Regions from separate parts of the Mus musculus genome. Here region 2 is linked to region 1. The links are chromatin contacts, called in public Hi-C maps. All regions are on one chromosome and are shown on one strand. The core of a region is the stretch at or near the end of the contact, and the rest is flanking DNA. Distances in the headings are between cores, read along the strand shown.

Evidence for each region. A called contact is a pair of places that touch in the nucleus more often than the background predicts.
Region 2: a contact with region 1 is called in a Hi-C map of olfactory sensory neurons, with 4 times the contacts expected there. A contact is called at or near these places in 1 of 39 promoter capture datasets (cranial neural crest) and 1 of 484 Hi-C or Micro-C datasets (olfactory sensory neurons).

The regions. Positions count from the first base shown.
Region 1 is chr19:3,321,927-3,324,626 of GRCm38.p6, forward strand. It overlaps Cpt1a (carnitine palmitoyltransferase 1a, liver), which reads left to right and starts at 1,375. Exons shown (of 19, transcript NM_013495.2): 1 at 1,375-1,448.
Region 2 is chr19:7,605,875-7,608,574 of GRCm38.p6, forward strand. It overlaps Lgals12 (lectin, galactose binding, soluble 12), which reads right to left and starts at 1,319. Exons shown (of 10, transcript NM_001356574.2): 1 at 1,253-1,319; 2 at 788-949. The coding sequence starts at 856.

The sequences.
Region 1 (2,700 bases), core at 125-2,624:
AAGGAGCCTTAAGTAGGGGGCAGCAAGAGGTGACACTAGAGCCATCGAGGCCGATGAGGCCCGGGGGACAGCAGAAAGTGTTTCCAGATAGCACCTCTGCAGTGCCAGCCACATGTCACACTGGTCTCTGCTTCCACGCTCAGGAACAGGTGCTCAGATAAGGATGCTTAAGAAGATGGAAGGCGTTTGGGTGTGTCAGAACAATGAAGGCAAGTGAAAGACCCCGATTCTCTATGAGTCCCTTCACATAAACTAAAAATCTCAAAGTTACACCCAACAATCGCCTGTCCTTTTAAATAATAGAGGTGTAGGGGGAGATGAGATACAGCAACAGTTAACTACAGTTGGGGGCGGGATCAAGGGGAACTTTCATTTTCTCTATGGAACCCTTCCACGGCAAGGCAGAGAAAGATGGAGGCAAACAGGGCTCTTCCATGACCAGGCGTGCTTGACCTCAGAGCTGCGACTCTTCCTTCTTCAGCGCATTTATGGAGAGCTTGCTACACGCAGGGCCTGGAGCTGCAGCCTGGGAGGGCGCCCCATCTGGCGGGTAGAGTGCTTTGCCATGTCTGGCCCGACTTCTCTACACCCTGTTCACAACTCACCCTGCAACCTTCGTTCCCCGTGTGCTGCCAGCGATCCCCCTCCAGAAGCCACTCTGTCCGAGGTTCCAATCACTCCCCTATTGACACCTATTCGTTCTCAGCGTTCAAAGAGTACTTCGATTCCGTTGCTTTTGGGCGCAGAGACTTGAATCCAGGACCTTACACAGGCAAGGAATGCACGGCATTGTGAGCTACCCACACACCCTAATTGTTCCGCAGATGAGGGTTCCCCCGCCCCCTGACGATTTTATCCCAGGGAGACTATGAGTGTGTTGGCCTCTGGCGCCAACCTGCCCCCGGATGTCAAACATCTGTTCTCAAACTTGGAACCTGAGCTTACTTCTTCATTCTCTGATGTTAGACAAGCCGTTCTTCCCAACACCACCCCAAGCGTCCCACTCCCCTTTTTTAAAAAAAAAAATAATCAACCAAACAACCAAACAAACCAAAAGTCTGGAGCAAAATCAGCATAACTCCCGCAGGGTTGCAGAGAAGTTTACGGGCGGATTAGTGTAAACCGCGAGTGTAAGCCAAGTATGGTGCAAAGAGCTGTTTTGGACATGGCTTTAATGAGTTGGTCCCTTTTGTATATGAAGAAACTGAGGCTCTCAGGGTAAGGAATGTTGTCCTAGGTCTGCCGTTGGCAAGCTCGGGACTTAGCCTCAGTTTCCTTACTGACCTCCTCCCCGCAGCCCCGCCCCGTCCAGGCCCCGCCCCGTCCTGCCCGCGCTGCAGCCCAGCTGGGCTCAGCCAATCACCCGCGGCGCGCGTCGGTGAGCCTGGCCTCGCCCGCCCCGGCCCGGACTCCGCTCGCTCATTCCGCCGCCGCCGTCTGCAGACTCGGTAAGACACCGCGAGGGCAGCGCTGCGGCACCGCCCTGGGCTGGGCGCGCGGGTGTCATTCTTAAGAGTGTGGAGGGAGACCCAGACTGTGCCCGTAGGGTACGCGTGAGCCGCGCATTGGAGAAGCAGAGGGCACTCCCTCCCCCGCGCAGTGACGGATCTGGGGGATCCCGGGACGGGAGGAAAGATGCTTGGTCCCCAGACTGGGCAAAATGCCTCCACTCGGGACGCGTGGGACCTCGGCTCGTGGTGTCCCGCCCCACGGTGGATTCACTCACCGCGTGGGTTTGGGGTCTTCATTGCTCTGTGAAAGATGCTTATGATTAGGCGTGACTCCTTGGTCCCTGACCAGTAGGAGTGTCAACTCCCTTTCTGACCCCTGCTCACTCCCCACTCCGCGGGTGGCTTGGGGCCAGTGTGGACGCCGAGCGTTCTCCAGGCTCTTTCCACCCGCTACTCTGCAGGTGGATTGGTTCTCGGGGTCCGTGAGGGTCGGGCTCGGCAGTAGGAAGGATGCTCGCACAGGGGACTTGGCAGGTGGCCGGTGCCCTCTCTTCGTGCGGGTCCCTGCAGTATAGCCTTCGGGACACACCCTTGGCGCAGAGACTTAAGTGTTTTGCACCCCTCACCGCGGTTTTGCCCGGGGTTCAAGGGCAGGTGGGTGTCAGAGACTGCCCAAGGTCGCGCCGGGACCAGAGCCCGGGAGGGTGGGGGCGTCACGTGACCTGGCCTGAGCGAACTTGGCCTGGGACAGCCGGACAGCACGGTCTGGGCAACCAGGCTGTGCGGTAACAGCGGGTACCCTTCGTTTTTCTTCATCTTATTGTGAATCGGGTCTGGTTTTCGTTGATGTCACAGAACACAGATGAACGCTCAAGTTTTTAAGGAGTTAAAAAGTTCCTAGTGTGAACCAGGCTACATACAATCAAGCTCAGTACTCTCAGCTCTGGGCCGACTCTCGTTCCGTGCATTTAAATAGTTGTCCAAAAACAGATTTTAGTCGGAAACTGCTAACTTTGGAAGTTCGCAAATAAAATGAAAGTGAGTTTAGAAGCCTTTCGGAACGCGTATTTAGTTACAGCATTTTGTTGCACAGGCGTCTGGTTTCTGGTCATTCCTGATATTCAAGCGTGTTTATCACTGTCAAAACCACAAGCCAAATGACTAAAACACAGCTTTGGCCTTTTATTTGTGCCAGCAAGCATACATCACCACCACCCCCTTCCTAGTCGGTCGACTCAGGACTCAGTGA
Region 2 (2,700 bases), core at 69-2,568, 4.3 Mb after region 1:
AGGAGCTGGCTGGCTGTTTTTCCATTAGGATCACTGAATAAGATAATTGGAGCCCTGTCTTTCTCTTCAGCAGGCTCAGCACAGTGGGTGCTCCACAGAGGGTGTGCAGACAAGCTGGAAGGGGAACCTGGGGCAGTGTCACAGGGTCAGCCCTTATAGGTGGCTTGTCAACTCCCAGTGGCAATCAGAGAGCCCAGACCACTCCGAGGAGCCCTCCAGGTGGCGGTCTTAGCTTGCGAAGCAACAGGCTGTGGGGACCTAGGAGGTTTCAGGTGCTTCAGCCCTGTTGCTCAGGCACCTGGGGGGCGGGGGTGGGGGTGGGGGAGGAGCCAGAGGCCAGGATCTCTACATGGCATGGCAGCTTGGCAGGCAGCCCAGTGGCTTCCAGTTCCCAGGCTCTTGGCAGAATGTGTTAATTAACTGCTCTGATGGAGGTCTCTAAGGAGGAGAGAACCAAGCAGGGGAAAGTAATAATTAGTGCTCATTAGTGGTAGTGCCTGCTGGGAGTTTGGCCTTCTGAAAACGTGGCTGGGCTTCAGAAAGTCTCCTGGGCACTGAACAGGGGGAGGGAGAGAGGAATCCACATTCTCCCTGACTAGGAGGGTTTCCCTCAGGCTTGGAGAAGGGGCTGCCCTTAGTCATTAGTGTCCCTCATAGCAATCCACCTCCATTCTTCTAGCCATCTATCCCAGAAGAGGCGTATTGAATAGGCAAGGATCCTGGAAGCCCGACCAATCACTTGCAGGCTGGAATTTAGCTGATTGGTCGTTTTATTACGCTTACTCACCGGGTGGAAGACTGGCGGCTGCAGGATGAAGCTGTCAGGAATCGGGTCCAGGTGTTCGTCAGTTGACATGGGGGAGGGGCAACTTCAACTCAGCCTCTGATCCTGATTCCAGCAACGCGATTCCCCACGGAATGGACTCACTTTTCCCAGCCTCTGCAACAGCTATCCAAGCTGTTAGTCTTACTTGTTCGCTATGGAGTTCTAATGCTTCTTGGAGCCGACCTGGGAGGGGCACTGGCCCACCTCTAGGAACCACATCAACCCCCGCTATGATGGTACAGCAGCAGCTTTGCTGGACTGGACCTGCTAGCAGAAACTCCCGCGCGTCCAGGGGCGGGTAGCTGGCACTCACTCATGGACTTGCTAACTAGCCCATCTGTGTCTGTGTCTGAAGCACTTGGCCACTTCAAAGGGAAGCCTAGGGCCGGCTCATTTCAGCGAGGGCTTTTGTTTCCTGGGGCTCACCTGGGCCTTCAGCGGATAGTAGGAAGGGAAGCTGCTGCTGCTGGTGGTACACGTGTGCAGGTTCCTTAAGAGGCCCCGCCCCCAGGTTCCTGGCTCCTCCCGCATTCATTCCCTGGTTGCTTTCCCCTCTCTTCCCCTTTCCCCCAAGTTGTTCAGTCCCTTGAGGCCATTTCAGCATTAGCTGCAAATGCCAGGGACCAGCTAGGGTCACAAGAAAGTGGAGTGACAAAGGCCAGGCAGAGGAGGGCTCCCTTGGTCTCAGACAAAGCAGCACTGGCTAGAGGGAACACAGCCTCTGCTCTTACATGCTGTGTCCTTCCACAAGTCACTTCTCCTTGAGCCTCCCTTTGTTCATCCCGGTGTCACAAGGGTGACCATGGCTGGGCTTTGTGTTTGAGCCTGGACCCATATTGCTGTTTTAGGAGAGGCCTCTAGGCCTGGCTCAGATTCCAGTTAAAGTTCCTCTTTCAAAATAGCATAACTCCTCAACTTTAGCCTACGTTGGGAGGTTTCCTGATCTAACTATGGGGTCAGACTTGGCAGCAGGGAATTCCTGGTATGTCAGCTACACAGGGTGTTGGTACAGTCGTTCCAGGGATAAGAGCGCCATGTGAGGGGCCTGGCGGAGGGATTGGGCAGGTCTACCTCACCTGATCTCCCCACCTAGAAGTTTGCCAGAAAGGTGAACTGTGGCGTCTCCACCCCGGGACCTACTGGAGAAAGCTCTTTGGGAGTGAAGTCCAGGAAATGGCCTTGCAGGCAATTCTACTGAGCATTAATGAGAAACCCTGACTTGGGTTCTAACTGAAAGCACTTTGGGTGCCAAGCAAGGAGTTTGTTCAGCTGTGGCTGGGTAGGTGTGGCAGGAGAGCTGAAGGTGTTTCTGTGGGAAATCCAATCCTGGGTGTGTTCAGAAAGAGATATGTTCGCCACAGTGGGGAGGAGAAACGGCAGGTGGAGAGACCAGTTGAGCCAGGCTATAGTGCCCTGCACTGTAGTCAGATCTGGGTCCCCAAGGCTAGTGGTGCCCTTCCCCCACCCCACATCAGCCCTGCTGGGAAATGAGGGAGGAGGGTGCACTCATTTACTTGGGTTGTCATAACAAAATACAACAGATTGGGTGGGGTGTAAACAACAGAACTCTATTTTGTCTCTGTTCTAGAAGTTCAAGATCAAAGTGTTGTCTGGGACCTCTGTTGTGGGTTGGCAGCCAGCCTTGTTCTCATACAGTTGTCTCTGCTGGGAGGGTCTTGGACGATTGCAGAATACCTTAAGAATCCATTCCGCAGACCAAGAAAGGGACCTTCTTCACCTGGGAGTCAGTTGACAACATCTGGACACTTGATGGAATAATTAGAGGGTGTGAACATTAGGAGAAAAACTAGTCAGGACGAATGGACAAAGTTGGCAGCTGGCCCACCACCATTCAGCTTAGCTGGAATTATTTT